2 separate regions of the Mus musculus genome follow, and region 1 is linked to region 2. Evidence: chromatin contacts called from public HiChIP or PLAC-seq data. All regions are on one chromosome and are shown on one strand. The core of a region is the stretch at or near the end of the contact, and the rest is flanking DNA. Distances in the headings are between cores, read along the strand shown.

The links. HiChIP or PLAC-seq counts read pairs in DNA pulled down with a chosen protein or histone mark.
Region 1: a FOXA1 HiChIP or PLAC-seq map of pancreatic cancer cells shows a contact between it and region 2. The contact joins the promoter of Atad2 here to the enhancer-like site in region 2. A contact is called at or near these places in 3 of 39 promoter capture datasets (the 3T3-L1 cell line, cranial neural crest and hippocampal neurons), 6 of 484 Hi-C or Micro-C datasets (the C2C12 cell line, the G1E-ER4 cell line, bone marrow-derived macrophages and 3 more), 1 of 115 datasets of contacts at active chromatin or transcription factors (pancreatic cancer cells) and 1 of 9 other capture datasets (adipose tissue).

Annotation. Positions count from the first base shown.
Region 1 is chr15:58,133,070-58,136,653 of GRCm38.p6, reverse strand. It overlaps Atad2 (ATPase family, AAA domain containing 2), which reads left to right and starts at 1,572. Exons shown (of 28, transcript NM_027435.2): 1 at 1,572-1,847. The coding sequence starts at 1,680.
Region 2 is chr15:57,956,124-57,960,283 of GRCm38.p6, reverse strand. It overlaps Tbc1d31 (TBC1 domain family, member 31), which reads right to left. Exons shown (of 21, transcript NM_001081396.2): 17 at 1,855-1,947. Among named protein-coding and RNA genes, the nearest start is that of n-TMcat16, 18 kb to the left of the region's middle. Within about 2 kb of position 2,678, at least 24 of the 459 cell types and tissues checked have an H3K27ac peak or open chromatin away from gene starts, as enhancers often do. A contact at or near this core is called in pancreatic cancer cells, where this site is marked.

The DNA.
Region 1 (3,584 bases), core at 323-2,822, 180 kb before region 2:
AGTACCTCAAATCAAAATGGGCCAGGGCTGGAAAGGTTAGAAGTTCAATGGAATCTGTTCCTATTGAATTGGGACATTTATATCTCTTGTTTAACAAAGCTTTTTATTTATTTATTTTTAATGCCAAATGGCCTCTGTATCAATTAAGAATGACAGAGGTGATTTATCTGTTACGTAGACAGCCACCCTGGGCTACTCCATGGTGATCTTGATGGCTTTGTTTGGGGCAGAGGTTGTCAGTCTTCCACCACCAGCTGCCACAGAGGGTCCTATCATCGGCCTTATGTCAGACCCAGAAGGTCTGAGAGATTTTTCTGCGGAGGAGGAATTCTGGGGAGCTGAGGTACCTTTGCAAGGCAGGGTAGAGCAGTCAACCCGTGTCCACAGTTTGGACTGGGCTCTGGCAGTGGGTGAGGGATGGGGTAGTTCTTTGCCAAGTGGCCAGTTAGCATCTGGGAAGCAGGTCCAGGTGGAGTCTGTTACTGCTCATCTTCCTCAGCTGAGGCTAGCAGAGCTGGTATTGTCTGCCGGGGGAAGCCATTTTCATGAAACACCTTAAAATGTCAGTCAGAAGCCGGGCGTGGTGGCACACGCCTTTAATCCCAGCACTTGGGAGGCAGAGACAGGCAGATTTCTGAGTTCGAGGCCAAGCCTGGTCTACAGAGTGAGTTCCAGGACAGCCAGGGTTATACAGAGAAACCCTGTCCCGAAAAACAAAACAAAACAAAAAAAAAATAAATAAATAAGTAAATAAATAAAATAAAAATGTCAGTCAGCAGATCTCTTTGAGGGGTTTGAGAGCCATCATATAATCTATTATGTATACCCCTAATTAAAAAAAAAATGTTGCATTTAATTACTTTTTTTACGCTTAACCTTGACAAAATAGACACAGCAAAAGCTTGTCTCTGTAAATGAATTACATTTGTACCTAGCACGACTACAAACCATTCTGAGCACAGGAAAGAATTTGATCATTTATAAGGTGACTGGCCATTAACTTTATGTCGTAATTACTTTACAAGTTAGCTTTTTTTTTTTTTAATCCCGGGTAAGTTTATATGACTCATTCTATCCCAATAGCTGTTGCCAGTTCTTTTAGCTGTCTTTAAGGACCATTATATTTTCTTTCTTTCGTGCAGTTTATTTTTGTTAGTTCATCAATAAAAACCTCTTCAAGTCTCAAAGTCAAACCTATCGGAGGCAAAGTGCTTGGTTTAAGGACCTTTTTTTTCTGGCGTTTGAAGCCTAGATGGCGGGAAGCCGCCGGCAGGGAGCCAAAGGGCCCTTCCGCCTCCACGCGCCAAAATTCCAAACAAGACGCTGCACCGCTCTCTCCGTCTCCTTCCACTGAGGGCGGAGAGCCGGAACTACAGCTGGAAGAACGACGTCGCAAATTCCTGTGAGGGGGCTCGACGCGGTTCGCTGGCGCCTCGGTTCGCGTCGGCTCCGGTTCCCGCGCTCTTCGGATTGGAGGAGAATTTCGGGTTCGTCGATCTGGGGGTGGGGTCAGGAGGCGTGGCCGGCGGCGGAGGGATTCGGCGCGCGTACGCTGCGGCCGCTGGGCGCGCAGTTTGTGGCGCCAGAATTCAGAGCGCGTGAGCGCCTGAGCAGCCTCCTCCGGAGCCAGGTTCTCCACTTCCCCCGCCTCGGGTTCCGGCTTCTGCAAGCGGGGCACCATGGTGGTCCTCCGCAGCAGCCTGGAGCTGCACAGTCGCTCCACCACCTCCTCGGCCACCGACTCTCTGGACCTGTCCAGTGAGTTCCTCAGCCTGCAGGACAGCGGCGGGAGGCGGCCCAGATTGCGCCGAGCCGGGAGGAAATCGACGGCGTCCAAGGCGGCGGGCGTGAGTACCGACCTAGGGCGGGGAGCTTTGGGCCCCGGGTTGGAGACGCGCGCCCCGCTCTGGGGTAGTGGGCTGTCGTGGACCAGCGAGGTGGAAGGTTCTGGAAAGACAGAACTGGCTGGAAGCGGGCAGAGCAAGTTGGTCGCCACCTCTTTCTACGCAAGAGGAAACCTAGAGCCGAAGCGCTGCGTAGGGCCGAGCGGAGGAGCTTTGGGCCGACCTTGTGCTCCCCCCATCACCTCCTTCCCGGTTCCTTCCCCGGGTCGCGTCAGTCAGGGGAGTGCGAACCCCCTGACTGCTGGAGCGCGTGCACGGGAGCATCTTGAGTTGTGGGCCCAGACAGTAAAGAGTCCACTGACCTCCATGTACGGTCCAGGGAGGTTCCATCGTGAGACTCAAGCGAAGTAAAATATCAGGTTGCATAATATGGAGGGACGAACGGCGACATTGCGTGGTTGCACTTTAAGTCTCTTGACAAGCCTTAGAGGACCTTCTGGTTGGTGGTTATCGGTGTGACAGATGAAGACATGGGCTCCAGAAAGGTAAACAGAGAGTGGTAGACAGTTCTGGAATTGGAACTTCGGTTTTTTGTGCCTCCCACAGCTTTCCTTTTCTGGCAGCTTCATGCTGCATTTACAGTCTCTGTAGTGGGAGGTTTGCAAATGCTTCTTGCCCATCACTGGGACCAGTGCGGAGAGATTACACATCGCCCGGCTTCGGCGGTGGTGGAAGGGGGACAGCGGGGACAGCGTTCACCAAAAAGGTTGAGGTTGAGGAAGAAACACTAAAGTTTCCGAAACCGGTAGTGATGGTCCGGTTGCAGTGAGGGAGTAGGAAAACAGACGCGTAGCTGGTCAGGAGACTGGAAGTCTGATCAGGAGCGCTGCGCTGGGAGTGACACAGCAGTGTCCACTTAGTTCAGACAACCCTAATCTTGTATTGGCACTATATAAAGTGAATCACTTGTAGACAGACGTAGCTTCCTTGGGGACTGGGATGAAACAGTCTTCGTTTGTTTGCTTTGTTTTGGTTTGGTTTTTTTTTTTTTTTTTTTTTTTTTTTTTTTTTTTTTGAGACAGGGTTTCTCTGTGTAGCCCTGGCTGTCCTGGAACTCACTTTGTAGACCAGGCTGGCCTCGAACTCAGAAATCCGCTTGCTTCTGCCTCCTGAGTGCTGGTATCAAAGGCGTGCGTCACCACACCCGGCTTATATTTTTGAAATGAAGTCCTCCCTTCTATAAATCAAGGTATTTTTGTAGAGCTTCTAATTAGAGGCTAATTAGGGGTGTTATATCGGATTTTCCTCAAGGACGACAGATTCATATTACAAAACACCATCTATACCAAGCATAAAATAGCTTTGTATTTGAAAAGTTTTATAAACTGGGGGCTTTATATTTAGTCCCATGTAAGTAAAAATGTATGTTTCAAAAACTTAACTCTCAGCCAGGCGTGGTGGCGCACGCCTTTAATGAGGCCAGCCTGGTCTACAGAGTGAGTTCCAGGTCAGCCAGGGCTACACAGAAAAACCCTGTCTCCAAAATCAAAAAACAAAAAAACTTAACTCTCTGCTTACCCTAGTCTTTGAATATTTCTTAATTTCCAGTCACATATTTTTCAACAGATGGTAGAGATACAGATACAGATGGTACTTTGGATGGTAAAATTTATTCACTTTAAATTCATTATTGTGATTTTTCTTGGTTTAATGTTGGAGACAGACCTTAAATTCTGAAGG
Region 2 (4,160 bases), core at 1,429-3,928:
ATAGGTGGTACATGTATAGGGGATATCCACGATCGGCAAACCCATAGACAAGGGCACCAGAGCAGTAGTTGCCAGGGGTAGGAAATGGTATGGTTGCTGGGGCACAGGGAAAGCAAACAACCGTCATGATGATAAATCTATGGTAAAGAGGCAGAATACAAACTGTGTGCCAGCCAACTCTCCGACCGGTGCTGAGGACACCCACAGCTGTGCTTTAGTTCAGTGTTGGGGCTGAACCCAGGGCCTGGGTCTTCTACCAAGTGCTCCATCCACCAGTACACAGAGCCCCAGCAGTTATTTCTTTTTAAGATCTATTTAAATTGTGTGTGTGTGTGTGTGTGTGTGCGTGCATGCGTGATGCATGTGTGTGTGTGCGTGCATGCGTGATGCATGTGTGTGCGTGCGTGTGTGAAGTGCAGGTGTCCTCAGATGTCCTGGAACTGGAGTTACAGATAGTTGTGAGCCACCTGATAGCTGGCATGGCTGCTGAGAGCCTCACTCTGGTCCTCTGCAGGGTAGCCATGCTCTCAACCACTACGCTACTTAGTGTTAAAACTAAACGATGAAAATCCAGCCCCCAGGAGTTCTTTCTTTAAGACATTTTTATTTTATGTGCATGAGCATTCTGCTTGCAGGTATGTGTGTGAACCTTGTGTATACAATGCCCATGGAGGCCAGAAGAGAGGGTTGGAGCCCTGGAGCTGGGGTTACAGATGGCAGTGAGACCATGTGGGTGCTCTTAACCACTGTGCCATTGATCAGGCCCCTGGACTTACTTCTTGATTTGGAGATTTTTTTTTTAATTATTATTTTTCTAGTGACCTATGAACAGCTTAATTAATAATTAGCTAAAAACATTTTCAATTACATGCAGAAAAGGTACATATATAAAGATGTTTATTGCTAAAAATTATAAATCATTTACATTTAAGACTTATTACTGTTAGTTATGTGTATAGGTGTTTTGCTTGCATGTATTCATGTACACCACATGTGTACACACAGAGCCTGCAGAGGCAGAAGAGGGCACTAGATTACCCGTCCTTCCACTCGGGAGGGAGCTGGAGGTGCGGATGGTTTGTAGGTGCTGTGTATGTGCTGGGAACTGAATCTGTGTCCTCGGGAAGACCAGTCAGGCCTCTTAACCACTCAGCTGTCTCTCCAGCCCAAACATTTATGTTTAAATAAGGTATGGTTCAATGGCAGCTACCACACAGGCTGACTATGAAGATCTACAGCCATCCAGAAAGAGAATTGCAAAATACTCTTTAGTAACAAAATGTTTTTCTCAAATAAAAACTTGCATTAACAGCTCCTTTCAATGATAAAATATATACCTTAACTCTACGTTTGCTGACTTAACTCTAGATAATTCTAGGTTAAAGCAGTTCCCATTTCTTGCTTTGTGCTCCTTCAAACCCAAAGGTTCAGGGAATCTTCCTATGTGAGCACTCAGCACTTCCTATGTGAGCACTCAGCACTCAGCACTTCCTATATGAGCACTCAGCACTCAGCACTTCAGGTTTGGGAGGGTTCTGGAGTCTGATACTGAGCAGGTGGAAAGGGGTGTTTTCAATCACTGTCACACAAACACAGGGGAGCTCAGCAAACAGCAAGAGTGAGATCTTGAGGCAAAACTTGGGCTCAATCTGGTACCGTGGAAATGTGGCCACACTGTTGGGGAACCAGGAGTCGAAGCATTACACATATGCATTCTGCCATTTGCTAAGTTACACGATATTCTGCATAAAGGATAAAGAGAATGAATACTAGAAACCACAAGGGGGTCCAGCCTTGTCCACAGGTCAGCTGAAGGGCAGCGCTTTCCTCCCTTCAGAGAGAGCTGCTTTCTACCTTCTCATAAAGTCGCTTTTGTGCTTCGAGTTCCAGCTGCCTTATTTCCAGGTCCTTGGCTGTGGCAGCGATTTCTTGATCTCTCATTTGTACCTATGGATGAAGCACAGACTGTCAGGACCTCACAGCATAATCTTTAATAGGTGCAGTGATCTTGTAACCCGACACCCACAGAGCACTACCAACACAACAAGTAGAACTGGGTTGGAAACTGACTAACTGGCAGCACGGCAGTGCTCTCTTGGAATCCAGGGCTAAGATGGGTTAAGCTTATGTTTTTTAAACAGCAGGCCCAACCGCCATATGCCCATGGAGACAGACTGATGAGCAGGTGGCAGCTTGTCCCCGTTACGGTAACCAGCTCCCAGCTCCAGAAAACCAGGCGACTGGAAGTTGGGCTGCAGACAAACAATGTTTATTCTTATTAAAGTAACATGTTCAATTAAAAATGAAGCTCTGAACTTCTTCTACATTGAAGTTTCCTGTGAGCTGATTGTTAGTCTACTCTCTGTGTGGAGTGTTTACCGGGAGCTTGCTGTCCCCACAGCTCTAAGGCGGGCTGGGTGAGGCACTCCCCACAGAATCTTCCTAAGCCTCTGGCTGCCTACAGACCCAGGTGTTTCAGGGGTGGGAATCAAGTAAATGGTGTGGATTTGGAAAACAAAACTACGATCAATTACCTATCCTCATTGATTCTTCTGGCAAGCACTGAAGGACTGAGTCACTGCTTAGTCACTACCGAGCATTTCCACTGTTGACAGCGCACTAGGAACTACTTGTAAGGGAAGAGGCGTAAAATGAGGGCACAGTGGGACGCAGACTCACATTCAAGGGGTAAGATAAATGGTCTGTAACCGACTATGCGGAAGGTATGGGGAAACGCTAGCTAAGGTGAGGTCTGAGTGTGCAGCCAGAGTCCTGGGGACACAGAGGGGAAGGCTGCAGCCAGAGTCCTGGGGACACAGAGGGGAAGGCTGCAGCCAGAGTCCTGGGGGCACAGAGGGGAAGGCTACAGCCAGAGTCCTGGGGACACAGAGGGGAAGGCTGCAGCCAGAGTCCTGGGGACACAGAGGGGAAGGCTGCAGCCAGAGTCCTGGGGACACAGAGGGGAAGGCTGCAGCCAGAGTCCTGGGGACACAGAGGGGAAGGCTACAGCCAGAGTCCTGGGGACACAGAGGGAAGGCAAAGCTGGGCACACCACCCCACTCTGTTGGGGATCCAGGCACAGAGCTAACTTGATTATGAATTTTCAGAGATAAGCAGCTATAAAAAAAGATCACATGAGTTTGTGAGCAATGTCCACAGTCACGTGCACATGTCCCTGCTGGAGTTGGGGCAGTCTGGGCTATGCAGGGGCCTCTCCATGCTACTGAGAAGAATCAGGATGCCTTACTGTATGTCAAGAGGATCTGGGATAATGACACCTGAGTTCTGAACGTGGATCACTTTTGGGAAAGAACACACACTTTTTGTTAAGAATACAAGGCTATTAACTTGATTCACTAGTGAGGTAATTTAAAAGAATTGTAGCTTATAAAAGCCAATTAAAATTAATTAGCCTTAAACAAAGCAAGAAGTATTAAATTAAATCCTTTACAAGAGTTAAAATTTAGTATTTTATCAAAACTAGATTTTAAGCTTTCAAAATTAATGCATAAATTTAATATACTAATGAGAATTTCAATTGGATGAGAGAGAAGATTCAGAAAAATAAAATTCTCTGTTGGGAATATAAATATTTGAGAATACTGAGTTAAAGAAAGAGGAAGAACAATGAGTGGCGATGAGGTGAGAAGCTCCCAGCTACTGGACTCATTGCGGACAAACAAAGCAAGGGAGAAGATGGGCTATACAGACCTGTCCATGTAGCAGTAACCCTCAGTCAGCAAGGGACTTCGCCAATACTCAACAAATGGTGTCGGGACAACAGCCTGCCTTCTAGACAGAGGTAAGCGTGGTCCCTAACTCAACCTTACAGTCCGTTTCCAGACAGGCTCTGGGCTGGAAACCTTTTCTACTGAGCACCAGATAGCAAACACTGTAGGCCTGGAGGGTCACAACCACCTGCCTTCTAAATAATTCTAAAATCAAGATATGACACTATGGACATTTCTAATAGGCAATAGGTAAAGACCAGCTGAAAATATTTACAACACACAAGGATTATTACCTCAACCACAGACTGCATGGCAGCCACCAGATATGCGTGACTATTGAGTAAAAAACAAATTGTAAGCTGGGCGGTGATGGCGCACACCTTTAATCCCAGCACTTGGGAGGCAGAGGCAGGCAGATTTCTGAGTTCG